Linked DNA regions of Mus musculus: regions 2, 3, 4, 5, 6 and 7 are each linked to region 1. A link is a contact called in public Hi-C and HiChIP or PLAC-seq data. All regions are on one chromosome and are shown on one strand. Each heading gives the region's core, a stretch centred on a gene start, on an enhancer-like site or on the middle of the called end of the contact. The rest is flanking DNA. Distances are from core to core; before and after follow the strand shown.

Region 1 (3,966 bases), core at 178-2,677:
ACATCTTTTCTCTCACCCCTTCCAAGTAGCGTGTGGGGGGTCCCCAGATAACGTAAATCGGACTTCGATTTTCCCGATTAATTAAAATATTAACGCACACACACCACCAATTCACAAAAAAAGGAAGAGCTACCCCAGGCCCGGCGGGAAGAGGCTGCCCTGCGACACTTGCGCCCAGAAACCTTTTCTTTTTCTTCTTCTTTTAAAACCAGAAGGGCCTTATTTCTCGTGGCAGGAAAGAGCCTGGGACATCTCCAGGTCGTCCCTTGGGCCTCTGTCGCGCGTCGCACAGATCTCCTTTGGGTGGGCCGAGCGCCTGGGAACCGAATCCGGGCCTCCCGAGCTGGGCCTCCGAGCCCACGCGCTGCCGGCTCCCAGCTGCCCTCCCGGTTCCTCGAAACCAGGTCGGGAAGCCGCAGGGCGCGCGCTCACCCAGGCTGGGAGGCGCAGAGGGCAGGGTCCCTGGCGCCCGCAGTGTCTGCTCTGCTTTTCAGGCGGTTGGAGGTGGGGAGATCTGGCCACCGCACGGACCATGTAACAGGCTGGACACCAGCTCCGGGTCGCCGGAGAGGCTGAGCGCTCTTTCCGTCGGCCCAGAGAGGGCCCAGCCTTCTTTGTCACTGCCGCACCCAAGAACAGGCCAGGGACCCGAAACTCCTGTGGCCACCGGAGGGAGAGGGGGCATCTGGAGGAACCTGTCTCCGACGTGGACCCCGGCCCTGTATTCAGCAGGCTTTGCCGGGGTAGAAAGCATGGGACACCCAGCGGGGCTCAGATGTGGGCACACTGGCCCTTCAGCAGCCTTAGGTCTGCCTAGAAATCAGACTGAGCTGCGCCTCTTGCCCTGGTGGCGGCAGGGAGTGTGGATCCCTAGAAGGGGCATTAGGTACCCTCTTCTCCCAGCCCCTTGTTGTCCCTCCCTCTCCTGGAATCTCCTCCCGCGCGCCTTTCCAGCCTCTTCCTGCTGTTCTCTTTGGGACACCCCAGAGCCAGTGCTGCCCTGGTATTTATTGCATGCGTGTGGGCGACTTGGGGCGCTCCTCCTCCGACCCACGGTGTTTTGACTGTGTGGCAGGTCTTGTGGGCAGGTATAACGGGCCAAGCAGCACTTATGCACTGGCTGCGCTCGCTTCTTTGCGAGATTTATTTGAGCGGGTGGTAACTTCCTCGGCCGCGGCTGGGCTTGTGGAGCCGTGGCGCGTGGCCGGGGGCGGTGGTGGCGCTCGGTGGCGCTCGGAGGCGGCGGGGCTCGCTGGGCTCGCGGGGCTCGGGCCGGCTCGCGGCGCCGTCAGGCAGTCAGTCGGCGAGCGCGGCGGCGGCGGCGGCGAGGGGCGCGGCGAGGGGCGGCCGCTCCCATATATGGCGCAGGCGCCGCCCCCCGACGTCACCCTCTGACAGCGCCGCTCCCGGGGGCTTCGAGTTTTGGCTCCCGGGAAAGGGTCCATTCCTCGGGGAGAGAGGGCTGAGTTTTGTGCGCCTCCGTCCGCTGCGCGCGCCGCTCCAGGCCCCGCCGCGCCCCGCCTGCGCCCGGGACTGCGCCGCGGCACTCACTGCCCCGTTTATTTGTCTTTGGAGCAGGCGGGCCGCGCCAGAAGCGGGCGATCCCGCAGTGTCCTGCAGCCGCGGACGCCGCCTGGCTAGGATGACACCACGTTGAGCGCGCCTGCAAACAACAACAACAACAAGCGCCGCCGCGGCCACCGCGTCCACCGCGCCCTGCTCCTCCGAAGCGTCGCGTCGCCACCGGTGCAGCCCGCCCGCGTCCCCGGCCGTCCGCAGCGCCCGGCCGCCGGTGTATGCGGCGCCTGCCCGGGACGGGCTGAAGCCGGCGGCGGGCCGCACCGCAGGCGCCGAGCAGGGCCAGGGCGGCCAGGGCAGCCTCCTGCCGCCGAGCCCCGAGCGCCGCCGACCGCGGACGCGCTTTCGGCCGGGAGTCGCGGCCGCCGCCAGCAGTGTTCATGTTTGGGATTCAGGAGAATATTCCGCGCGGGGGGACGACCATGAAGGAGGAGCCGCTGGGCAGCGGCATGAACCCGGTGCGCTCGTGGATGCACACGGCAGGCGTGGTGGACGCCAACACGGCCGCCCAGAGGTACGTACCGGCCGCCCCCGCGCGCCTTGGCCCCGGCCCGGCCCGGCCCCCTCCTCCGGCCAGCGCCGCGCTGCTCACCGGGCCGCTGTCCCTTTCCTCCTGCAGCGGCGTGGGGCTGGCGCGGGCGCACTTCGAGAAGCAGCCTCCTTCCAACCTCCGGAAATCCAATTTCTTCCACTTCGTGCTGGCGCTCTACGACAGGCAGGGGCAGCCGGTGGAGATCGAAAGGACCGCTTTTGTGGACTTTGTGGAGAAAGAGAAAGTAAGTGTACACCGGCGATCGCACCCTCCCTCTCCAGGAGTAGGGGGCAGTTGGTGCCCGCGCATGGGGTCCGAGTGCCCCCCTCGGTGGCGGGAGCGCTCCGCCGGGCGACCCCGCCGCCACGTGCGGTCGCACAGGCCCCGCCAAGGGCCGAACAACTTCTCTGTGCCCTCGGACTCACTGGGGGCGAGGGGGAACGCTGGGCTTGCGGCAGGAAAAGTGACATCACCGCGTAGCTGCGAGCCAGGAATCCTGCCTGCAGCGTGTGAGGCCGAGGGGCCTCGGTCCTGGAGGGGGACCGAGCGCGGTGACCGCGCCAGACGCGGCCACGCTAAATGCAATTATTTATCGTTGCTTTCAGGAGCCGAACAACGAGAAAACCAACAACGGCATTCACTACAAGCTGCAGCTACTGTACAGCAATGGTGAGTACCACTGCTTGCTGACTGCCCTTTCGCCCTGAGCGCTGGCTCTCCCTTCCCTCGATGGTTTCAGGACATAAAGATTTTGAGATTAAAATGACATGGGTGTAAACACGAAATCTTCTCATGGCATAGAAGGAAAACAAAACATAAACGATCGATAAGTCGATGGCACTTCACATGATTAACCGGTGGGGCTTGAAGTAGAAAGTAAAAGGAGGATCGATAAGGGCGCCTGCAGAACAGCACTTTTAAGGGACTTTTTTCAGTTTTGCAAATTAATGTTAATTATTGGGATGAGGGTAGCTGCATAAGCCGAGCATAACTTACTGCCTGTGCACGGTTTAGAAAGGAAAGGACCTTCGAGAGTAGAAAGGAGTTTGGACTCTGTTTCTATAGGTGCACTCTCTTTTTGAAAAATAAATGACCATATGGGCCCAGAGCTGCACTCTTGGCCTGCTCACTGCTAGGCAGACTTCTTACACCTTCATATGGGAACCGCAAGAGTCCCAAGACTTTTAATTAAGAAAAGAAAACAGTGAGAAGCGACTGGGGTTTTCTGTTTCCCTCCCAATATTGTAGGGATTGCCTTAAAGTGGTCCCAGGCACTGGCTCGCCCAGGCCCGGGCGTCCCTCCTGAGGTTCAGGCTAAAAGCTTGTTGAGAGTTTGTCTGCTTTTTTCCCCTCACAGGCGTCAGAACAGAGCAAGATCTGTATGTCCGCCTCATAGATTCAATGACCAAACAGGTGAGAAAGTTTCTGCCTCTCTACTCGTTGTGTTTTCCTTTCTGCTGAGCTGAGGTTGTCCTGGGGCTGAGAGAGCAGACTGACAAATGGATCTCCTGTATTTGTTTTTCATTTCGCTTCCTTGACATGCTAATGAGAATTCCATATTTATTGGAATAAATGGACCGGTTGCTACAAATAGTTTATGCCGTCATTAAAACAGGACATATATGCTTTATTAAATGACTTGCGATTGGAATCAAACTCTGTCTTAATTAATTACGGTAATTAATATTTGACAGAAAAATTCCAAGATCCCCCCCTTGTTTATTTTTAAACGTTTCTTTCTCTGCTTGAAAACCATTTCATGGGGTTTCTGACCCCTCCCCTCAACAAAGACAACTGACTGTCCCAAAGCTCATCGAGTTAGGCTGGCTTAGTTAGTTCCCCTCCTCCTTTCTAGT
Region 2 (3,477 bases), core at 870-3,369, 710 kb after region 1:
CTAATTAAAATTTGTGGATTGTGTTGGATGGGAGAACTTTGATAGAACAGATATCAAAGCTGGAAGGAGAATTCTAGATGGGGGAGTAGATGAATATTTGAGAGATCTTGTGACCCAGGTGCCCCCTTAGTCATTCTTCCATGAAAAAATATAAAATGTTCAGAGAGGGCCTCATAGGAAATGGGGAATGTGTTCGTTCATCTTCCCAGGAAGCCCCATAACCCTTAGCGCCTTGGCCAAGGGACATTTCCAGTGTCTCCACCCCACAGGACCAGAACAGTGGGGGCAGCTTGCATCTCCCTCCAGCTCAAAGCAGAGGTACCCTCTTGTTCTTGGCTCACTCAAAATGGGAATCAAGGAACACCGCCAACTGGGATTTTAAAGTTATAAGGTTTTGTGATGTCACCTCCATGTTCTCCAGGGTTCCAGCATGCAACAACATGGGACCGAACCTCTGCCTAACGGTGAGCTATTTGAGACAAGAGAAAGTAGGATGCCCTCCACAGAGAAGGTAAGGCTCAAGGGCTCTGAGACACGATCCAAGTAAGAAACCCTTGAACACCAGCCCCAACCTTTACCTACTGTCAGTACCTCGGTTCAACATCTGGCTTCTAACCAGGTAACCTTAGCAATTACAGCTAGCATCTCCTTCCTGTGCCCTAAAGCCAGCCCTGCCCAGCAGGGGTGGAGACCCATACATAGCACAGCTGACCCACCATCCAGCGACCAATCAGGAAAGCTGCATTTGGGGGTGTTCATCTCAGCATCCCGGGTCCCTTTGTGCCAGTTTCGATGAACACTTTTTATGAAGAGCTTTATCTTGGACAACTGATGAGGGAGTCTTGGATTCTTTCTTCTGTGCTTTCCTCCGCTCCCCGGCCTACCCACAGTTGTTTCTTGTTATAGTGAAGCCCACCCACATGCAGGTTGTAGAGATGGGTGAATAAAAGTCAGAAACAATTCGAGGTAATTGCGGTGAAGGCTTTGTAGAACATCTGCAGATGGGCTGTGTTTGTGGAATGGACCAGAATATGATTTTGGAATCAATAGCTCAAACTTTCTGCTCAATTGATTTTTTTTTTAAAGTGGTGATGGTGGGGGGTGGGCTACAGTGATCTACAGAAACCTTTTTGAGTCAAAATTATTTTTAATCACAGATATGTCAGCCCTGTTTAAATGCCAAATGGGGAATACTGTACGCACATAAACATTTAAAATAATGCCAGTAAAAATTATAGCAACTCATTGTACAGACCACCCGGTACCAGCAACTGCTGACTGCTGATGTTGAGCTCCGAGCTATTTCTGGGTTAGCATCAAGCTTTATTTAATATAGTGACCTCCACATACTGTTGTCATTAAAGTTACTAATAAATGTGATTTAATTTTTAAGTGCAGTAAATTGTTTATTGTACAGATGCGTGTCCCTCTTTAGAGGAGATCTTAGGGTCATTTCTTACACAAGGCATCTTGCACTTGGGGAGAACCAGACAGGCAGCTTGAGTTGTATTTCTTGTGTCTGTGTCCTCATTCCCCAAGTGTGAAAACTTTATTGCTCATTATCTACTGAGCTGTGATGAAGTGACGGATGATTTATTGGGAGCCAAAAACTGTGTTTCAATGCTCAACATTTTTATCCTTTTGTACTGTGGTCTCGCCAGCCTGGCTCCCCTAACTGCCCAGGCAGGCAACAAATAAAAGAAACTCCACTCTGGAGGGGCCAGGCCCCCCTCATAAAGGTCTGTATTGCTGCTCTACTCCGCTCCTAATTCTATTCAATTCCCTTTTGTTGCTTAAATTTTCAATTTGTTTAATTGAGCTGTTTGACAGTAAAATTCAGAATTCCATGCATTTTAGCCATTCATATTAAATTCCCCCCACCCTCTGTAGAGTACAGTATTTTTATTAATGTGCTTTATAGGCCTGAGCCTCAATTTAAATTTGATGACCTCACAAGCATGCAAAAAGACCTGAATTCTTATTTCCTTTTTTTTCTTCTTCCTCAAACTTAAATTAAAATGAATCATTGTAAACCAATGGAATAGTGTGGTTTCTTCCCTGGATTTAATGAGTTCAGGGAAGGAACTGGGGTTGGGAGGGTAAACTGTGCCGAGCTGGTGTGGCCATTCGAGCTTCTCCGTGTATTTTCATATTTTAATAGATGACATAGCATTGAGCCAAAGGGAGAGTCAGACAGTTCAGAAAGCAAGTTTCTGTTGAAAGCGGCAGGTGAGGTACCCTGTGGTGAGAACACTGCACCCTCCTTTACAGGGTTCCATGTTTATTGACATTTAAATAGCCTAGCACCTCGTCCTTTAGGATTAATAAGACACCCAGAAACCCATGCAAAGAATTTGAGGTTTACTAAACTTTAATCCGTACGATTTAATAGCAAGATCTGAGTCATTATGCGTATGCAGAATGCCATCTGACTTTACAAACACTTTTAAGCGATGAGTTATGTGGCAAGAGTGGTTTGGCTGTGTATCATTATGTCCAGGTAAATGCCAGAATGATGACATAATTGGTAGTTGGGAGTAAAATACAACCCCTGTAAAATGTTACTAAGGTGAATGCGGAGGGATTGTAATTCATTATACAGAGACGTGGTTCCCAGGCATTTATCATTTTATGAAGTACAGGCTCACTTGATCTCGCCAGGCCTTGTTTTCCTTTTTTCCCTTTGTTACTTCCTTTGGCAGCGTAACACGTCCTGGTTTCAAAACTGCTAATTCCTTTCTCTTTAACCATTTTCCAGGGGACCCCAGTGGATTTCAGCCTCTTGTCATGCACTAGAGACTAAGAATTCTGTAAATGCTAACTCCTGAGGACTGGCCCTAATAAGAATGATAATCCACCAATTTCAGACAATGATAAATTTATGACTTTGGATTAAAGGTCAGATGGCTATTGGAGACATTAAAACAGCCCAATTTCATAATGCCCCAGCATCGTAAGGACAGACATTTGTGCACTGTGCTGCCTGTTAGCTCCTGCTAAAGACATACAGTAATAGTTTGGAAGTAGAAAAGCCTATTTCCTACCTGTGCAAGGTGCTTTCCCTTAGCCCTGGGCGACTGTTTAACTTCTAACCCCCCTGTTCACACAGCGAATGTGCATAAAAGTACAATATACCACATAAGGACGTGGGTTTTGCAACATTTGCTTTATGCTGCTTGCTACAGAACCCATTACTCACGTTTGCAGACACTTTGTGCTGTCCTAAAATAAGGAGCCATTTTCTCTAAATGGCTACTTTGCTTTAAATTCATTCAATTTCAGGGTGTCTTGTCCCCACCTCCAACATCAATGGAGCACCTAAGTAAAACAGAGTCTGGCACAAAATAGCTTTGATTAGGATTTTGGTTTGATCACATTTTAAGGGGGCTAGTGAGCTCTCCAGTGTCTCTTCTGGACAACATCAAGTCATGTCACTTCCTAGCTGTACTACCTTCTCTCTGGGATATGCGTCCTCCC
Region 3 (3,455 bases), core at 161-2,660, 910 kb after region 1:
CTCTAGTCTCACAGGGTTCAGTGTGTCACAGTGAAATGGTTTATAAGGCCAATGCCCTGGTTTGAATGTGAAATGGTCTCCTAAAATGGCTCTGTGTTGGGAAGCTCAGTGTTCAGAGAATGGTGCTGTTTTGGTGATTCTGAGAACTTTTGGAGGTAGCACTGAACTGAAGGAGGGTCACAGCATCCTTAGGAGGACTGGCCCCTTCCTGACTCTCCTGCTCTCTACTTCCTTTCTGTTGTGAAGTGAGGAAGCCCCTATACCACAGACTTCTGCCACCATGATGTTCTCCCCAAGTATAATAAAGAGGCAGGCAACCATTCGTGGAACCCTCTAAAACAGCCAATACAGATCACTGCTCACAGTTGTTCCTGACAGGCATGGTGGCACAAAGGTAACTGAGCTATGTAGTAAAGCCAAGGGAAACTACTAGAATACCACGCCAGGGAGCTTAGCCTTGTCTGCCTACAGAACCTTACCAAGCTGCCCCAAACTCAGATCCTCACGAATGGATCCAGGGTCAAGAAATTCAGATGAGTGATACTCTATGGGAAACAAAACAAAACAAAACAGAGACAAAACTGCTATACTAGATAACAAGAAACTGACAAAAGCTTATTACTGGTTAAACACAAAAGTATAGAGAAACTAAGGTGGAAAGGCTGCCCTGGAAGAGAGGAAGCTTTGGTTCTCTTAGTCCACAGGAACAACAAACAGCCCCCATATCCTGGCTCCACGCTGCCAACTTTGTAAGCACTGAGTCTCCACTCCAGCCCTCAGTGTCCTCCTTGGTACAAGTAGCATGCCCACCTCTTCACGGTACCTCTACAATCGAGGACAATAGAGTCAAATGACACAAGGTATAAATCACACTGGTGCCCAGGTCCTCTGCAACGAAGAATATTAACCTTTCGCCTGGACAGCGAGAACTGCCTTTTTTTTTTTTTTTTTTTTTTTTTTTTTTTTTTTTGGTCCGCCTCCATCAGGCCATGGTGTTCACTTTCACATTCCAGTACACAAACCCCGAGCACCTGTATTTAATTTTCACCAGGAGCACCGCTTTCGTTTCCAAGCTGCCAAACTTCCGTGCTCCTGGCCCCTACTATGTCAAAAGCGAACAGTGGCAGATTGGCATATTGAGCTATTAATAATTTGCTGTATGTGTTACAGATGTTGCATAAATGAACAGTATTCTATCACGGTTTCTTGACACTGGGGCCCTTGGGGTGGCAGGCTAAGACCCAGATCTGTCTACAACCTGCCCGTTCTGCAGGGGGGGCGGGGTGGCCCCTTGGAGCAGAATCACATTCCAGCTTGCAGAGCCAATTTTTCAGATGCTCATTCCTTCCTGTTCCTTGTTCTTCCGCTCAGCCCTCATCTGGCCACGGTGAAAAATGATGTGGTGTAATTTTTTATTCTCCGCCTGACACTCTTATGCAAGGCAACGGGCTTCAGCCGTTCCAAACTCCAAAAGGGTCAAGAAAGGAGGAATTGGAGTTTTTGGAAACAGCCCAAGAAAAACTTTCAACTTGAACCGTGTATACTCAGGAAAACAAAACTGCTAATTGTTAGCTTTCTGCTACTCTTGGGCTTCTGAAGAGCTTGCAGCATATGTTTCCCGAATATGTGCACTTTTTATATTAAAACCTGCTCTGGTCTCCAGGTGAAATGTAGATTAAATGGCCAGCTGAAGATGGACAGTGGACTTAAAATCTGACAGCAAACAGCTGTAGGATTCCTTCAACTTAATTCAAATAATGAAATCAATAGCTTATGCTACAGTTTCAAGTCCCCCCAAACGAATGTGTATGAAAAATGATGTTAATTTATCTGAGATTACTTCAGCCAAGAAATAGATTTTTCTTTGTCATTTCTGAAGGGTAGGGAATAAAAAAATTATCTGAACTATTACAAAAAAACAGTACAATGGATACTTTAGGGAGCTAATAAACAAAATCTGCTTTTGCTGTTTCGATTAATCATGGGTGCCTTGTTTACCCACTCCGTGGCCCAGACGAGTTTTGAAATGCTAATAAATGAGGTCTCCTTTTCATCCCCCAAGTTTGGAGGATCTCCTTCCAAGCACAACACATGTGTCGGCAGGCTGCCTAAGTTTTTCCTATTTCATATACACACTTTAAAAAAAATGCCACACAGCAGTGAGCCCTCTACGGAATATTCCAGCATGAGTAAAACCTGAAGGTTAGCCATCCAAGTTTAAGCCAAACCGTGCCAGATAAAATTCCAACTTAGACACGGTTCCAATTCATGCCGCTTTCAGCCTGTAACCTTCCCCAAACAGAGCAGCCAAAAGATTTAATAGTGTCACCAGTAGGGCACGCATAAATAGCAACTTTTATTGGTGACTATTCTGGAGATGTCAGGAGAACTGCAGAACGGTGCCATTTCACAGTCAGCATTCACTTGCCATATGCAGCAGGCTCTAAGAAAAGGTTTTGTCATTACAACATATTATAATTCCATGTGGAAAAGTAGTTTCACCCCTGAGACTGCTGAGGTGGTAGCTGGCAATATACATCATGGTAGTGTCAATGAATCCACACCTTCCTCCAGAAACCACCATGACCCAACGACTTATCCCCATCACTGGGCACCAGAGCTTGCTCTCAGAAGCACAAGATGGGTACCTAAAATGGTTGGTGAGATGCCTCCTGTGTGAACCAGGCACCTGGGACCTTGTAGACCAGATCATCTGGGCCTGAGATGGACCCAGGAGAATTTTGAAAGAATGGGGTCATCAAGAGTTGGCAGCTGGGTCGGAGTGGGTGTTGGGCTCCACATGTGGGCTTGTTGCTCTAAGGCAGTTTTTCAAAGGTCATTCGAAGTCCCTGCGGTGCACCTGCTATTTGCAGAAAAAAGAACACTGTACTCACAGGAGCCTTGGTTCAGGAATACCCATCATGTTCAACTTTGAAAAGTTTTTTTTTTCCAGAGATGCTGTGTGTCTGTCCTACACTCTGTGGTTAAGCAAGATCTTCCAGCCTCCAGGGAAGGCCCAGGAATAGAGGTTTGGACTCCATGGTGTGTGATGTGTTCTTGATGTTTATGCTTCCCAGAGGGAGCAGGGTGCCTCTCAAACATGGAGGCCTCTGAGACCAACCTCTCTGAAAGGCCAAGGTGGGTGGGAGGTCAAGGGTGTTCTCACCTGGACACTGCCACGCTCCAGAAGACGCCAACGCTTTCCTCTAAGCTGGTGATCTCAAAGGTCTTGAGAGAGCTTCTGCTTGGATCTCCACCCTCACTTCTAAGTGGTCCCCTCAATATTTGCTATAAAATGCTCCTGACCTGGGAGCCCATGGGCATGTTTGAGGAGGCCTTAAGAGTTTTTTACATACCACCCAGATTGTTGGGGTCTCTGAGCCCTTCTCACATGGGCCAGGCCACTTTTCTAGTAACCTTCTGTTGAATAACCCTTTGCTCTCTAATACAAGGGC
Region 4 (3,711 bases), core at 73-2,572, 670 kb after region 1:
GGTCGTTTTGTCAGCCAGGTAGAAAGCTGGCAGACATCCCACTGTTTTATGACGCGGAGGCTGACTGCCTGGGAAGATCCACTTTGAAAAAGTCACACCACAGCCTGTGCTTATGATCTGTGTGTATTTCAGTATCTAATTACTGTGTTAATGTGAACTGAACTCTGAAAACATGTGATCAAGCATGTGAAGAATTTCATGAAAAGCAAGCTGTGCCTGTAAGTTGGTTGTTCATGCTTCTAAAGATGTCAGCACTGGCAACTCTTGGTTGGAGACCAAGGTATTTCACATCTTTTCATAAGACCCCATGTCTGTCATCCCAGTGTGATGCAGGGCATGAATCTCGGCAGTTTCTGGATACCCTTGGCTTATGTTGTATGTCATATCATTTCATTCAGTTTGTTGTTGTTTACCCCTCAATATCATTTGTGTGTATGTGTACGTGTGTGCATGTGTGTGTGCACTCACTTGCATTTGTGGAGTGCAGATGTCCACACTGGGTGTCTTCCTCAAGCACTCTACAATTTATTTTTAATCTTTTTATTGTTTGAGAATTTTGAAACACATACATTTTGACCAAATCCCTCCCCAGTCGCTCCCCTCTAATCCTCCGCTGTTGTCTCCCCATCACTTTCCCTCCTGATGTCATGTGATCTTTTTGTGAACTCTGGGAGTCCAGTTCGTGTTGCCAGTATATGCATGGATTATTTTGGAGACAGCCTTTCACCGGAAGCTTGCCAATTCTGCTAGATTAGTTGTCCAGTAAGTTCCAGGATCATTCTGGCAACTGCCGTTGGACTGTTCCTGCTATATCAAAATGAAGGCAACAGGGAACTCTACACATATGTACTGACGAAGGGTCTGCATCCTTAGAAGACCCGAGGTCATGATAATATCACTTGCATTGCATTTTTGATAGTACTCTCCATAGGAGCTCTTCTAGAGGATCATTGGAGGAAAAACCCTACCTAGGAGATATGATCTACCATTAATTTGGGAGGCAAATGGATCACTTTGACTCATGAGTATGCTACCCAGTTCATAAATGTTCATGCAAATTCTTTAAAATCTACATTATAAAACCCAGTGGTCTGTTCTCTCACCTTTGGGCAACCCAGTCCAGTGTCTTTTTAGAGTATTTGCTTTGCCTTGCTAAGTGAACTTCCACTCTGTCTACTTTTCTCTCTCCGTTCCTTCAACAAGACGAGATCCTAGGCACTCCCACAGCATCTTGAGGAATTTGTTATCCCTGGGGCTCTGGGGGGCCTCAGCTGTCACGGGCTGGCCAAAGTCTTGCTGACTCTAGACATTTGTTAAACAGTAATTTGAAACTTTATCCCCACCTCTACCAACAAAGAACCGGGAAAACGGCACAGACTAGCACATTCTGGGAGATAGGAATTCTTAAGTGCTAAAGCTTTGCCAGTTTGCATGTGTGTAAGGGCTGGGAGAATAACTCAAGCTTTTTTTTTTTTTTTTTTTTAGGTGTTTTATGATCCTCAGCCTTTTACCAAAGCTCACAGTAGAACAGCTAGCTTATTCTATCACACTCTGAGCATGTAATATGATACCTGCTCCTTAGGTACCAGGGGATGTCTGGTTATTTTGAATACTGCTCTCTTTTCTTATATTTATATTGTCTTTTTAAACTATCTGTTTGATATGTGTAAAAAAAAAAACTGTACCTAACACACATACTACCAGTAGTGTTTGATCATATAAAAACCCTAACCCCTAATGTAAGCCATAGCGCTACCCAAACTTTTCCCTATGTGCACTCCCTGTCCCATGAACCCTCTCCTTGCTACAGAAGATCATCTCTCTAAATGGAAAGAAAATGGAATTGTAAAGTATGGTTGTATTAGAAATGTATGCATGCTTGACAGTATATTATTTAGCTCTGCTTATTCTTAGGTCTGTAAAAATGATATCACTCTGTGCGGTCTTCTGGGACCAGATTTTTTTTTCCACTCCCCATTCCATTTCTAGTCCGACCTCTGGTATAAGTAGCTGCAGTCCAGTCATTTTGTTTCTTCAGAATACTCCACAGTGTGAATATGCATCCATTTATGTATCCCATTTCTGGCCATGGACGTCTGAGAGCTTGTTTCCAGATTTCTTGTTATAAGCAGAGCTCTGGTGGACATTCGTTCACAAGTCTCTGGGGCACCCACGCAAAGTCCCATGGCCCTTGTGCTGGGAAGTGACTTCTGTGTTGAGGGACCCTCTCGTTATTCTTCTTCCTGTTTACTTATAACCCTCCTGGCCTTCCTCCTTTCTTTTTCCTTCCTTTGGTCTCCTGTCACCCTCCAGAGGCCACCTGAGTGCCTGTGACCTCCTCTGCATGCTCTCCGTCCAAGACTGTCCTTCTCTGCAGTTCTGGCCTGGCCCCTTGTGAGTGCTCTAGCAGATGCTCTTTGTCTGTTCTGATCCAAGCCTCCCCCCACCTCTGGGTTCCAGGAGGCCAGTGATGTGGAGTAGCCCCGTGCCTTTGTCATGCCTGCCATGATGCAAGCAAAACTTGCAGAAAAAGAGTTAACTATGACTGGTGGTCAGAGACCATTATGATATGTCTTGCTTGGTGGATAACCTGGTGACAATTCTGTGGTTGCAGGCTTCCTGGATGAGAGTCATGCAAATCACCCTTCTTGGGCAGATTAAAGAAATTTTGGTTTTGCTGATGACATGAAAAATAGACAACAACAAGAAGATGATGGTGGTGGTGGTGATGATGATGATGATGATGATGATGATAAGGGTGGTGGTAGTGGTGATGGTGATAGTAACAGTAAGCTAGGGTACAATGTTTGCCACTGGCCATTCCTATCCACATGCCTTTTAGCATATGAACTTTTAACTTAACAGCAGCCCCATGAGGCAGATATTCCCATGTTCTCCCAGGCACTGGGCTACTGAGAGCTTAAAAGTCTGTTCGAAATGACTCAGTTTCTCTTGGAAGAGCCAGGCTTTACTCCTCTTTCTTAACATCTGTATTTCCTCTTAGGACCTCACTCTACCCCTTATGCATCACTGACCAGTCATATGTGACCATCAAAATTCCCTGCATCTGCAAGGACCCAAAGAACCTGAGATACAGACTCTTCTTACAAAAACACTAGAGTCTGTGAGCTGAATTATTTACCATTTAGCTAGAGAACTTCTGCAGAGCATGGGGTATGCCAATCAGAGAAGAGGGCACAGCTCCATTGAACCCATGAGTCTTGGGATAGTGAGAAGGATTAGAAGTTTTCCATGTAACTCTACTGGTGCTACACTTTCAAGAACCTGGGCATGGGCCCAAGGTCCTCCCTCCAGCTCCAGGACCCTGATTTAGGGGAATTTTAAAATTTTTTTGTTAGATATTTTCTTTACTTACATTTCAAAAGTTATCCCCTTTCCTGGTTTCCCCTCTGAAAATTCTCTATCCCCTTCCTCCTCCCCCCTGATCACCAACCCACCCACTCCTGCTTCCTGGCCCTGGCATTCCCCTATACTGAGGCATAGAACCTTCACAGGACCAAGGGCCTCTCCTCCCATTGATGACCAACTAGGTTACAACTCTGCTACAAATGCAGCTAGAGTCATGAGTCCCACCATGTATTTTCATTGATTGGTGGTTTAGTCCCAGGGAACTCTGGGGGTACTGGTTAGTTCATATTGTTCCTTCTATGGGGCTGCAAACCCCTTCAGCTCTAGAGGAAAATTTTAAGA
Region 5 (3,647 bases), core at 322-2,821, 810 kb after region 1:
AATAAGTCATTAGTCATTTTTCACTGTACATATGTTAACTTGACCTGCCGTATGTTAATTCATGCAACATTGGCCTCACATATGGCTACAATAGGAATCCCAACTGGTACCTCCTCCGGCTCGGCGCCTCATTACAGCAACTGCCCCAGCTCCATCATTAACACTAGGTAAAGTTCTACTTCCCCATTTCTTAGTTGGCCAGGGGTCAAATGAGGGCCAAACAAGAGTGGAAAATAGAGGTTAAAGATACCCACCAGACCACTCACACAGCCTGGGTAGGAAGCCAAGTATGGTCGAGGATAGCCCAGTGGGCTCTGACATGATAGGATCTTCTGGCTGGTACAAAGAATTCATTTTACTTAGAGCCTGTCAGTCTGAGCACCTGTCACTCACCCGCACGCATGTGAACCCCTGGCTACAGCAGAGGTGGCATCCGCAGCCATGCTGGGCCCTTTGGTCACTGTTGTTCCCCTGGGGAGGCAGCATGAGCAGAGTCCGGTGCTGAGGATATAGACAGGGAGAGTGCCTACACCTGAGCTCAGTTCTCCCCTCTGTAGGAGGAAATAAGAAAGGGCAGGGTTTGTTTCCTCGGGGTCACCCGCATCCTTTCAGGTGGGAGGCCATCATTGCAGTCTCTCAACCCTGGTTCTGATCCGGGGGCCTTCACAGGTTGTATCACATGCTGGCCTTCCACCTCTGAGCACCAAGTGCTTGTAAGAGTTTTGTGAGCATCAGGCAGTATTTCCTGAAAGGCCTGGCTGGGCTATAGCCAGCTTCAGTACTTACCGCTTCTTATATACAGAGAGCAGCCATCTCAGTGAGAAATGCAGGCAAGCCTCCTTCCTTGGAGGAAAGAAGAACGGGGAGATAGATGCTCAGCCATCCACACCCACCTCCCTCGAACAACTCCCTAAAATGGTTTAATTATGTCACAGTTAAGATTTGCTTCTAAGTAGCTCTGCCGGGCCTAGTCTTTTTCAAGAGGTATTAAAACAAAAAGCACTCGGTAGAGGCTGCTGCGAAGTCTTGGTGAAGTCATAGGAGCGGAGGACCACCCTGGGCAAGGAAGGGGAGTACATAGATGTTAATCATCCTTTGGTAAGTGCCCGACCTTCCTTTTCTTCAAGCCCAACCGGTTAGCCAGTAATTTCTAATTGTTATTAATTTCTAGCAATTAAAAATTGTGGCTTTCTGTCAGCTTTTAATTTGATGAGCAGGCCTACCGGTGACACGGAGGCGGCAGCCAGGTACCATTTTTTCGCAGGAACACGGGATGTGGTGTCCCTTCCTTTCAGCGATTCCAACACAGGCTCAGATAAAGCTCGTGTTTGAACAGTACCTTCTATCAAATACATTCATTACGTTACATGCTTCACTTGATTAATTATATTTAAAGAAATTGCGGGCACTTTGGATCTTCTTCTTATAACATTACTGTATGCCACAGATCCCTAATTTCAAGAAGAAAAGAGGCTGAGGGCATTTTTTCAGACTCTCCCGGACAGCCGGCTCCTTTCCCCTAGGAGTTGAACGTATTCAAATGTATCTCCATCAATGAGCACGGTAATTATGAATTCAGCACTAATTAGTATATACACTACTTTCCTTGCATATTTGATTTCCACAGTGAGATGGTAATAAGGGAAATGCCCATTTTTGTCCTATCTCATAAAAATTCCACAGTGTTAGAGGGGGAAGGGCAGATGGTGAAAGGAGACTGGGGATGCATTTAAATATGAAAAAACTTTACAGATAATTGGTCTGGTTACTGAGGGTATAAAACAACACTCTTACCTTGCAGTTAACATTCTGCCAGCTAAATATGCCGCTTTAAGGACACACTGTTCTTATTAAAAGTAAAATCTTTAGTGGGTTTTTTTTTCCTCCAATCTGACCAGCCTTTTTTTTTTTTTTTTTTTTTTTTTGGAAACCTCTCTTCTTGAAAAAATAAGCTGCTTGCTGGAATGTTGGTACTTCACAGCTTCCGGAGAAAGGGCACCAGCCTGTGCCTCAGTCAAGAAAATTACAGCCAGGGCCTTTGTAAAAGCTGTTATTTAGAGCAGCGCTAGGAGATAGATACATTTGTTAGGGCTTTAAGTGCCAATCATTGATTTGAATATAAACCAAATGATGTGTTACAGATGTAACAAGGTTTGGCTGCCAAGGCGTACAGAGGATGCACCCAACTTTTTCATGGAGAAGACTCTGGAATTAAGTGTACTTTATGTGCCCTTGTTATTGTGTTTGCTGACCTCCAGCATGGTAAAATGAGAGCCACTGCTGAACAGTTCACCAGCGTTCTAAAGCCCCCGGAAGCTGGCAAGCTGTTTGCTATTTACCCACTAAGCTGCTTCTTTATCAGGAGGCTGAATTCAGAACCCATTAGACTTATAATCAAAGAACCTTAAAAAAATCCCCAAGTCAAAGCGTCACGCCAGCAGGAGACACAGGCATTTCCAGGCATGGCGAACACTAAAGCTACAGAAAGCATAAAGAGTAGGACTTGTGCATGAGTGTGTGTGTGTGTGTGTGTGTGTGTGTGTGTGTGAAGGAGAGGGGCGGGAGGAAGGAGGGGAGGGAACATTTTCCTCTTGTGGGTGTTAGTAAAACAAAGAGGCACCTTTACTCGACATCTTTAGCAGGGCAGCCCTGAACTTTGACTCCAGCTTGCAGCTCTTCTGGGGCTGCTTGGTGTAGGCTCTGGTGGAAATGAGTTCCTTAATAGAAGCACTTCTCAAAAGTAGGTCACTCTGGAAAAAGACTCCATCGGAACCGTGTGGCTACCTTTACTTCCTTTCTCACATAGACTAGAGGTGGCCCCTGGTGCCTTCTGCTCAGCTGGAGAGACTTGCTATAGCAAGGCAGCCCTGTTGAGCTTCTGTACTGGCTTTCCCTCAAAAAGAGGAACAAGAGACAGGAGCTTTGGCAAAACATGCAAGGACATAAAGACAGGTCCACTGGCCACCTGACACCTCTCCCTTCTCTACGTGGGACTTGCGGAGGGCAGTGTCAGAGGCACCTGCAGAAGGGAGAGAAGGATTCAAGGCATTGTTGTCTAAGCTATCCTCACATAGTGGTACCCAGGTAAGGAAACACCAAAAATGAATTCGTAGCTTCAATTCAGTCTCCTCACCTTGGTACCCTTGTCATGATTGGATCTGACTCAGAATCCCAATGCTATCTGCCTCCTGATTGGTTTAAAGCTGATTTGGAGTCTGTCATTTACCTGTCTAGTGATGTTTATTTAATGAAAAGGCCAGTGTGTAGTTCCAATGGTGGCCTTTTGTCCTTGCTTTCTCTGTCATTCATTTTATAAATTGGCCTTTTATTAATGTTTCAATTCTGGCATCCAGAAGAATATTCTTAGCAGAAAGCAGGTTTTCTATGGCAGTTCATCTGGTTTTGTGGTAGGAAACTTAGGCATTAGCCAGAGGCATGGGAGGCTGAGTGACTTGGGCTGAGCTGCTTCCAGGTAAGATGAGAGGAAGAACTCACCATGAAGGACAGGCTCCACGAGGGAGCTGCCCGGTGGAGGATCCCCAGGACACCAGAGTCTTTTCAGAAAAGGCAGCTCCAGACTAGGAAGGGGTCTCAAACTGTCATTGTCCACACAGCCTAGAGGACAGTGACCAGATAGAAAATCCTCA
Region 6 (3,497 bases), core at 715-3,214, 650 kb after region 1:
GCTCGTTGAGGAGTGTGGGCTCTAGAGCAAAGAGCAAAAGCCATGCTTTAATAGGATGCAATATTGCCAGGATTCCTTTAGCTGCAGAGGGCTGAGTCCCTTTTAACACTTTATGCCACAGTTGGGGTTCCATAGGATTGCTCAGAGAACTTGGCTGGACCAGAGATGAGCCATCTGTCAATTGAGATCTTGCCTGTCCTCTTCATCTCTGGATTCTGTTTTCTTTCCTTCTTTTTATTTATTTATTTTTTAATTAGCTTTCATAGCAACAGGCTTCCTTGTAGCATTTTCTGCAGGATTTCTCCATATCACTCCAGCCCCCATCTCCCTACAGTTCTTCCTTAGTACTGATCCTAACCCCAGCCTCCCCCTTCCACTGTAGAGTGCCATATGTCCTCTTGTCTTCTCTACCTCCCTCCTCCTTCCTTTAATTCCTCTTCATCTTTATCTCTTGGGCCCCATCGCAGTTTCCTGGCCTTTGTTTCCATCTAGACACATGTAGTTGATAATTAGAGGCTAGGTCTGCATGTGAGAGGATAGATGGCATTTGTCCCACTGAACCCAGGTTACCTCAAATAATATGTTTGCAAAAATATCCATTTTCCTGCAACTCTCCTGATTTTTGCTTTCTACTCCACTGGCTTCCTCTGTAGCTCCTTTCCCCCATTTTTCACAGGAAATATGGCTGCCAACACCTGGAATGTTATTCTTGGTGAATGGAGAGCAGAAGTCTTCTAGTTGGTTCTGGGTCAAGACTACTGTAGGACTTGTAAGATGGCTGGGAGGCCTGACAGTAATTGTATCAGGGCCTATGAGAGAAAGATCAGCTTTGAATATTTCAGAGAGTGAGATTCATGGGAGTGAGGGGTCTTCAGAGAGTCTCACAAGAAAATCCTGCTGAATAAACCATATTATGGTCCTTTCAGATAAGAAAGAAACATTTTTTTTTTAACCATGTAAGATGTGTGTGTGTGTGGATGGTGTGGGTGGTGTGTCCCTGATCAGGGTTGCAGATGCCTGTGTAGAGGCTAGAGGTTGGAGTCTGGTCAACATAGGGTGTCTTCCTCAATTTCTTTCTTCTACATTGCTTACTGACTCTGAGTCTCTAACTGAACATGGTGCTTGCTTACCATTAGGCTGGACTGGCTGCTGAGGTAAATCTCCATGATCCTCACCCATGTCTCTGCCTCCCAGTGCAGGGAGCACCAGCCGTGCTTCCATCTTTATACCAGTGCGGAGGTTCGGAGTCTCAGGGCCCCATGCTTGAGCAACAAGCAGAATTTATCCACTGAGATAGCTCCCAAGCCCCATCTCTTATGCTAAGCAGGTGCACCTAAGGACCTTGTCTTTGAACTGCCTCTGGATCTTGTGACTTGGATTAGCACATCTATTTGCATAGAGTCTGTAAACCATTGCATAACGCATTTCATTTCTGCTAATGGCCCCTGCTCATTATCTTCTCACTTGATCTAGTCAATAAACAACAGAATATATTATAGCAACTCCTGAGAAAAACCATGTCTTCTCTCATAAAATCTTAGAAGGGGAAACTATTACACCTTGCCATCATAGATCAGACGCAATCCTGTGTTAACCCAATAGGTGAATGTGCCTGACTTCTTGGCTTCATCGGATGTTAAATCGATAACAAGTCAAAGGATTCCTCAGAAATTATCATGAGGGCTATTGGTTCCTGATTTTTCCCCGAGCCTGCTCCCTTTTGGAGCTCCCACCTGTGCCTGGATCTGTGCGAATGCATGTGGACCCACACCTGTCTGTCCAAGGGAACAGAATAGATCCGATCATGTTTATACTTGCCTGATGTGCTTTGCTTCTGAATTCTAAGAGGCTGTGATTTTCCCTCCTTTTAGACAGAAGAGACTGGCTTCTGCCCCCTGCCCTGGGCTGGATTAATGCTTAATGATGGCGTGGGAGGAGGAACAAAGTCGGTGGGGTGTGATCACGGATTAGTCTTTTCAAGCACAGCTAACCCTTTTGTCCTCTGTCTAGCTGTTCACCAGCCTCCTGCAGGGCTTCCTGCGGTGACTACTTGATAAGAGTTCAGATTCTTCTGGCCCTGGGCAACAGATCAGATTCCTGGTGGCCTGTGGACAAGGGCCAGCTCCAGGGACCACGACCTCCTGGTGATGGAGCCTCAGGGACCAGGTGGTAGAGAAAGTTGGGATTCCTGGGCCTGGGTCTCACTTTTCTTGTAGAGTTGGGGCATGGAAGGTAACTCTGGGTACTCCTTTCTAGCAGCAAAGACACTGGGGAATCACAGGGAGCAGGTGTGTGTAGCTCTTGGCCCCCTGGGAGGAGAAACTCGGGAAGCCTAATATCTTTTAGGAAGGTTTGTACTTAGTGAGCGACCTGAACAGGGCTGATACTCCCACTTTCAGGAGGGCCTTGGTGTTTGGATGTGTGGGTGGGGCAGGTGAATTGTGAGGCTGGTGTTCCTCCACTGCTGGACTCTGTGAGGTCCACTGTAGTCATCAGGGGAGTCTAACACCTGTCCCTTCCTCATGTGGCATTTGGACAGAAAGCCAACTGACACTGACTGTCTCCTTGGTGAGTTTAAGATGTTAGTATGGGCTCCAGGAGGGACTCTACCTTTCTTTGGTTGCAAGCAAGAGAGACTATGACTGACCCTAAAACAAAAAGATCATTTTATAGATAGATCTGAAGGTCGGAAGAGCTCAAAGGTTAGAAGAAGATGGAGTTGGCAAGCAAGGCAGAGCCTGCCAACCTGGATACCAGTGACAGGCGGCTGCCAAGCTGATGCCCAGACACCACAGATGGACAAAAGAGGGGAGGCTCCCTGGCCTTGTCTTTTAGTTCCTGGCAGGTTGGTGGCTGAAATCTCAGTGCAGCATGGGATGTGAGAATGTGAGATGTGCTCATCAGATATCCCAGTGTTCTCTTTCACTGCTTCCTTTCTTTTACTATGGCACTGAGAACAGAACAACTTAGGCTGCTGTGGGCTCTTGGAATATAGCTTTGTAAAATAATCCCTACAGGATGGGATCTTCCCAGAACGCCAACTGCTTCATCATTGCTGGATTTCACCCCTGTTTACTGTGTCTACAAGCAACCCCTGCCACTGGTTGCTGTGTGACTTGTGTGGTGTTTTGCCTGCCTCTTCCTCCAGCCCAGGGTGGGATTGGGCTCCCTTTTTTTTTTTTTTTTTTTTGCACTCATCTGCTTCCCAGTGTTTCTGGCTGAGCTGTGGACAGATGGATGAATAGAAGGGAATGTAATGTTGGGGGATTATCAAACAATCCAGTCTCAGTGGAAAAGGAAGTAGGAGAGCTAGTTTTCAAGCAAGAACAAGTATCATTCAACTCCACCTAGTGATTTGATGATAGAATAATTAAGTGACTTATCTTTACATGATACATATTTAAATAAATAGGAGCCATTTATCATATGTCATCATTTTGTCTAGAACACATATGAAAAGATTTGTGCATACCAGCACGTTATGAAACAGGACAGAT
Region 7 (3,973 bases), core at 1-2,500, 770 kb after region 1:
GAAAGACACAACCCACTGTGGGCACCTCCCTCCCCTAGGCAGAGTTCCTTAACAGTATAAGACTGAAGAAATTGAGCTGGACACCAGCAAGCAAGACAGAAATGCATCCATCAGTGTCATTGTGATGTGAGCAGCTGTTGAAGCTTCTGCAGTCCTGTCTTCATTCCACAGTGATGGAATATAACCTGGAATTGTGAAATAACCTCTTTGTCCACTAACTTTCTTGCCATCAGGTTATTTTACCACCACAATGGAAATGAAACTGGAGTGATGAAGAGAGTTTTCTTCAATTAGGCACAAATGTGAAGTGTCTCTGTCAAAGGAAAATCCTAACAGTTGCCAAAATGTGCTTGAGTAGCCTGCTTAGGGAGGAGACACATGCAGAAGTGGACAGAGATAGCCTAGTAGAGCTGAGGCGTGCTCTTGCCAATTCAGAGATAGACATGGATCATTGCGGTAGGTTCACTTTACCCAGAACTCCAGCTCAGCAGCTGTGGATGTAGCAATTACAAGTCCAGCAGTGCCAGCCAATGACAATGCATTTGTGCAGCTATCCTACACCAAACATGTTATATGTACCTATTAGAAAAATTCACATCTTTCAGTATACAACTTTCCTGTAAATGTGGCCATGTCTGGATTCCAGAACACCAAATGAAAAAAATTGCATATTAAAAAGAGAAAATGAATTTATGAAATAGATGACTGGAATCTGAAGTCCCTGTAACTTCACTGGGGTTATTCGGATTTTAAATCACGACAGAGGGGAATTCCATCACAGCCCACTGCATTCATAAACACTTGTTATCACATGCTGTGCAAGGTTGCATGTCCTTATAGTTCATTTGATTAAGCCCACAGTGAAGTTCCTGCCAGGCCTTGATCTCTGAAGACACAGTCTGTGGCCATCAGAGAGCATTTCATGTGTCTGTCTTTGGTTATCCAGATGCCATGCAAGGAGCTGGTGTGACCACTGAGTCCAGAAAGGGCTTTCCCAAGGTGTTCACATTTCCTGTGCCATCCTGGGCTATCTCAGAACAGAGATTTGCCATCCGCCCTGCTGGCAAGGACTATCCATGGGAATCAGAGCTGGAACAGGCAGGCTGTCTGCCATGTCAGAGTCGGCAGAGCTTGTTTACAGATTCAAGTGCTGTTTTAAAAGTGTGTGCCTGGAGTCTCGAGTGTAGTGGGCTGAGCTGGTGAAAAAAAAATAATATTCAGCTCAGCACTTTGGCAAAGAGCATTCTTATGAGGCAGACTCATTTATTTACCTTCCCAGCTGGAAAAGACACATGGAGGTATGCAGCCAAGAAGAGGAGGGATAAATGGGGAGTGGGGAGCAGGGTTTGGCTCCTGTTATATTGATTTTGGCAAAAATGCCATGTGAAAAATTATGCCTCAGATAAAAATAAATTATAATCTACAAGTATTTGAATGAGAAGGGTTCCCTGTGAGAACTTAATAAATGAATGCTAATTCAGTTACCAATTTGTAGCCATGAAACATAACCAGTCATGTTATTCTGTGTAGCTTGTTTTGGAAAAGATTGCATAACCCACGGAGCCATCCTTCACAAAGTGCATAAAAGTGTCGGCATATATATAATTTATACAGCGCATGTTAGTTATGGTCTGTTTAATAGTATTTAATGCTGTCGCATGACATCATTCTTTCATTTACCCATTGGAAAAAAAATAAAAAGACCAATCAAAAGCACTTTATAGTGTAAGAAATATGCTTACTGAATTTGATAAAAATTGTAGAAGACAATAAAACAGATTCGCTGGGGGAGGTATCTTTTTAAAGATTTTTGAAGAGTTACTATGGTGGAGTTCGTGCAGTATTTACACTGTAGTTATTTTAATCATAATTTACTTAGGGTGTGTATGTGTGTTATCTAATAAGCTGTTAATGTGCCCTCAGCAATTCATTTTGCCGACAGCACAGTAAATTGCTGCAGAGCCTTGGCCCTTTATTAGTAGTAATGATTAAATCCAGTTTTAGTTGTACTTTCTTTACTCTCTCTACTGCCTACGGGGCATCCCTATGGGGTAGAGGGGAGAGAGAAGTCATTCTAACCTTAATCTGTCCATCTTTTATCCAAAAATCTATTCTGTGCATTTTCTGCCAAGTATATCCCACTTCTATTTACAGGCATTCTGCTTTTATGCTGTATAGAGTAGTGAAGGTACTGTAAGAGAGCAGGACTAAATGTTACAAAATGTTGCATTAGATAAAAGACAGCCATGATCATCTCTACTCCACACAACACTGGAGAAAAGAAAACCTGTTCCTTGTTAGCGCACATGTGTGTGTGTGTGTGTGTGTGTGTGTGTGTAAAGTCCTATAAGAAGACATTCTGGTTTGCTTGTTTGATGCCATAATAAAACCCAAAATTATTTGGGAAAGGAAGGAAGGGCCCCATAACGGAAAGAAGCCATCGCAGGAACTCAAGGCAGGACCATGGAGGAAGGAACTAAGGCAGAGGCCAGGGAGAAACACGGCTTACTGCCTTGTACTCTGTGGGGATTTATTTATTTATTTATTTATTTATTTATTTTTTAGCCTACTTTCTTATAATGCCCATAACCACCTGCCTAGAGATAGGGCGACCCACAGTGGCCTGGCCCGCCCACATTAATAATCAAATGCTTCATGGTCTTGCCTACGGGCCAGTCTGCTAGAGGCAAATCCTCAATTAAGACTCCCCTCTTGCCAGATAGTAACCAGAACAGAAATCCAAGCATCAGCATAAAATACAGTGCCAGAGTACTCTCCCGTGCTCAGTCTGAGAGGAATCCTCTGAGGGTATGATTGTCCATTGTCTCTGCAAAGCCACCTTTTATTAAGATGGGTCATAGAAACTGAAGTGACAAACTCTACTGTGTCACCAACCCTGCCTTCTTTCAGTTCCAGGCACGGACTTCTGCATATGGCAGCTTGGATGTCCAGGCTCTCGGTTCACACACTTACCATGAACAAGGAGTCTTGGGAGCTCACTAGACCTTCAGTTGGAGGTTCTTTCCTGTAAGCCTGGGTTCTGTCCATGGGTCTGTACTTGGCCTTCAGTTGTTGGGTGGGTATTGGGGAAAATTCCCCACTAAGACCGAGTGAGTACCATGGGGTTTGCCAAAGGCTTCCTTGCTGGCCACCTGGATGGCACTTTTTGTACTAGGGAGCAGCGTTCTTATGTCTTGCGTTCCAATTATAGCATCATATTTTAAGAGGGAACCGGGGTGTCTTCAGGCTCTACCCATGTCCTGCCACCCTGCCTGGGTTGCAGCTCTGTGGAGTATTTTGGTCCAGCGTAACTCCCGGGCTTGTCCACAACTTACCACAGGCACAGTTGGGGACATGGGTCCTAGGTCTTTCCAGCCTCCGGCAGCTCTCCCACATCTGTGTCCATCTCTTTTTGAGCCTATCCTCCTTCTATTCCTTTATCCAGTCTGAGCATCTTGTACCTGCTTAAGGCTCCCCAGTCCTAGGGAAGTTTCCTCTGCCCTATTTCTCACCGTGACTACCCCCACTCTCTCCTGCCCTCCCTCCCTTCTCTCCAATCCAGATGTTCCAGAACTAAATGTCATTCCTGTTGGGTCCTGCTGAGTGCAAATTTGGAAATGTGGGCTAATGGGGGATCCTGAGTTAATGGCTTCCCCGCCCATGTAACACTCGGCAGAGCTTTTTAGACACATTACTTAGCCTAAAGGAGGATAAGAGGGTGCAGTTTCTTGTTCAGAGTCAGCCTCTGGGAGGTGGAGGGCAGAGTTTGTTAAGAAGACCTTTGACTTCAAAGGATGTGGTGGCCCATCTGTACCATCAGGAAGGCAGATGCAGAGAGAGTTTTGTCTTCCACTCCCTGTACCCAGACTCTTCTTCATTTCATCTAGCTCCATGCACAGGGGTATGGGACCAGACCCTAAGTGTCTGCATTCTAGTGATGTTAAGTTGGGCATCAGAGTCTACTTTTCAATCT

Evidence for each region. A called contact is a pair of places that touch in the nucleus more often than the background predicts. HiChIP or PLAC-seq counts read pairs in DNA pulled down with a chosen protein or histone mark.
Region 2: an H3K4me3 HiChIP or PLAC-seq map of embryonic limb bud shows a contact between it and region 1, with 5 times the contacts expected there. The contact joins the enhancer-like site here to the promoter of Ebf3 in region 1. A contact is called at or near these places in 9 of 39 promoter capture datasets (the 3T3-L1 cell line, embryonic stem cells, frontonasal cranial neural crest and 4 more), 2 of 15 datasets of contacts at CTCF or cohesin (embryonic stem cells and stem cell-derived epiblast-like cells), 33 of 484 Hi-C or Micro-C datasets (differentiating embryonic stem cells, embryonic limb bud, embryonic stem cells and 4 more), 21 of 115 datasets of contacts at active chromatin or transcription factors (the NIH/3T3 cell line, astrocytes, craniofacial prominence and 10 more) and 1 of 9 other capture datasets (embryonic stem cells).
Region 3: an H3K4me3 HiChIP or PLAC-seq map of embryonic limb bud shows a contact between it and region 1, with 13 times the contacts expected there. The contact joins the enhancer-like site here to the promoter of Ebf3 in region 1. A contact is called at or near these places in 9 of 39 promoter capture datasets (the 3T3-L1 cell line, cranial neural crest, embryonic stem cells and 6 more), 5 of 484 Hi-C or Micro-C datasets (LSK cells, adipose-derived mesenchymal stem cells, olfactory sensory neurons and 2 more), 13 of 115 datasets of contacts at active chromatin or transcription factors (the NIH/3T3 cell line, craniofacial prominence, embryonic basal ganglia and 9 more) and 1 of 9 other capture datasets (embryonic stem cells).
Region 4: a contact with region 1 is called in an H3K4me3 HiChIP or PLAC-seq map of craniofacial prominence, with 5 times the contacts expected there. The contact joins the enhancer-like site here to the promoter of Ebf3 in region 1. A contact is called at or near these places in 9 of 39 promoter capture datasets (the 3T3-L1 cell line, 3T3-L1-derived adipocytes, embryonic stem cells and 5 more), 14 of 115 datasets of contacts at active chromatin or transcription factors (craniofacial prominence, differentiating embryonic stem cells, embryonic basal ganglia and 9 more) and 1 of 9 other capture datasets (embryonic stem cells).
Region 5: a contact with region 1 is called in an H3K4me3 HiChIP or PLAC-seq map of embryonic basal ganglia, with 12 times the contacts expected there. The contact joins the enhancer-like site here to the promoter of Ebf3 in region 1. A contact is called at or near these places in 10 of 39 promoter capture datasets (cranial neural crest, embryonic stem cells, frontonasal cranial neural crest and 5 more), 1 of 15 datasets of contacts at CTCF or cohesin (the NIH/3T3 cell line), 71 of 484 Hi-C or Micro-C datasets (3T3-L1-derived adipocytes, LSK cells, brain and 38 more), 25 of 115 datasets of contacts at active chromatin or transcription factors (the NIH/3T3 cell line, bone marrow-derived macrophages, craniofacial prominence and 17 more) and 2 of 9 other capture datasets (embryonic tail and embryonic trunk).
Region 6: an H3K27ac HiChIP or PLAC-seq map of differentiating embryonic stem cells shows a contact between it and region 1, with 3 times the contacts expected there. The contact joins the enhancer-like site here to the promoter of Ebf3 in region 1. A contact is called at or near these places in 13 of 39 promoter capture datasets (the 3T3-L1 cell line, 3T3-L1-derived adipocytes, cranial neural crest and 6 more), 5 of 484 Hi-C or Micro-C datasets (embryonic stem cells, nephron progenitors and uterus), 18 of 115 datasets of contacts at active chromatin or transcription factors (craniofacial prominence, differentiating embryonic stem cells, embryonic basal ganglia and 8 more) and 1 of 9 other capture datasets (embryonic stem cells).
Region 7: a contact with region 1 is called in a Hi-C map of uterus, with 4 times the contacts expected there. The contact joins the enhancer-like site here to the promoter of Ebf3 in region 1. A contact is called at or near these places in 4 of 39 promoter capture datasets (the 3T3-L1 cell line, epiblast stem cells, liver and 1 more), 3 of 484 Hi-C or Micro-C datasets (cumulus cells, olfactory sensory neurons and uterus) and 11 of 115 datasets of contacts at active chromatin or transcription factors (the NIH/3T3 cell line, bone marrow-derived macrophages, craniofacial prominence and 8 more).

Annotation. Positions count from the first base shown.
Region 1 is chr7:137,311,906-137,315,871 of GRCm38.p6, reverse strand. Ebf3 (early B cell factor 3) reads left to right here and starts at 1,427. Exons shown (of 16, transcript NM_001113414.1): 1 at 1,427-2,092; 2 at 2,198-2,354; 3 at 2,716-2,779; 4 at 3,468-3,523. The coding sequence starts at 1,959.
Region 2 is chr7:136,605,728-136,609,204 of GRCm38.p6, reverse strand. No RefSeq gene overlaps it. Among named protein-coding and RNA genes, the nearest start is that of Gm29978, 73 kb to the left of the region's middle. Within about 2 kb of position 2,119, at least 4 of the 459 cell types and tissues checked have an H3K27ac peak or open chromatin away from gene starts, as enhancers often do. A contact at or near this core is called in embryonic limb bud, where this site is marked.
Region 3 is chr7:136,404,331-136,407,785 of GRCm38.p6, reverse strand. No RefSeq gene overlaps it. Among named protein-coding and RNA genes, the nearest start is that of Gm29872, 16 kb to the right of the region's middle. Within about 2 kb of position 1,410, at least 27 of the 459 cell types and tissues checked have an H3K27ac peak or open chromatin away from gene starts, as enhancers often do. A contact at or near this core is called in craniofacial prominence, embryonic limb bud, second pharyngeal arch cranial neural crest and 1 more, where this site is marked.
Region 4 is chr7:136,638,017-136,641,727 of GRCm38.p6, reverse strand. No RefSeq gene overlaps it. Among named protein-coding and RNA genes, the nearest start is that of Gm29978, 41 kb to the left of the region's middle. Within about 2 kb of position 1,322, at least 10 of the 459 cell types and tissues checked have an H3K27ac peak or open chromatin away from gene starts, as enhancers often do. A contact at or near this core is called in craniofacial prominence and second pharyngeal arch cranial neural crest, where this site is marked.
Region 5 is chr7:136,498,220-136,501,866 of GRCm38.p6, reverse strand. All of the region lies in intron 1 of Gm29931 (a long non-coding RNA gene), which reads right to left. Among named protein-coding and RNA genes, the nearest start is that of Gm29931, 3.8 kb to the right of the region's middle. Within about 2 kb of position 1,571, at least 9 of the 459 cell types and tissues checked have an H3K27ac peak or open chromatin away from gene starts, as enhancers often do. A contact at or near this core is called in embryonic basal ganglia, embryonic brain and ganglionic eminence, where this site is marked.
Region 6 is chr7:136,665,383-136,668,879 of GRCm38.p6, reverse strand. Gm6249 (predicted gene 6249) reads left to right here. Exons shown (of 6, transcript NR_046021.1): 6 at 1-925. Among named protein-coding and RNA genes, the nearest start is that of Gm29978, 13 kb to the left of the region's middle. Within about 2 kb of position 1,964, at least 9 of the 459 cell types and tissues checked have an H3K27ac peak or open chromatin away from gene starts, as enhancers often do. A contact at or near this core is called in differentiating embryonic stem cells, where this site is marked.
Region 7 is chr7:136,545,303-136,549,275 of GRCm38.p6, reverse strand. No RefSeq gene overlaps it. Among named protein-coding and RNA genes, the nearest start is that of Gm29931, 51 kb to the right of the region's middle. Within about 2 kb of position 1,250, at least 2 of the 459 cell types and tissues checked have an H3K27ac peak or open chromatin away from gene starts, as enhancers often do. A contact at or near this core is called in uterus, where this site is marked.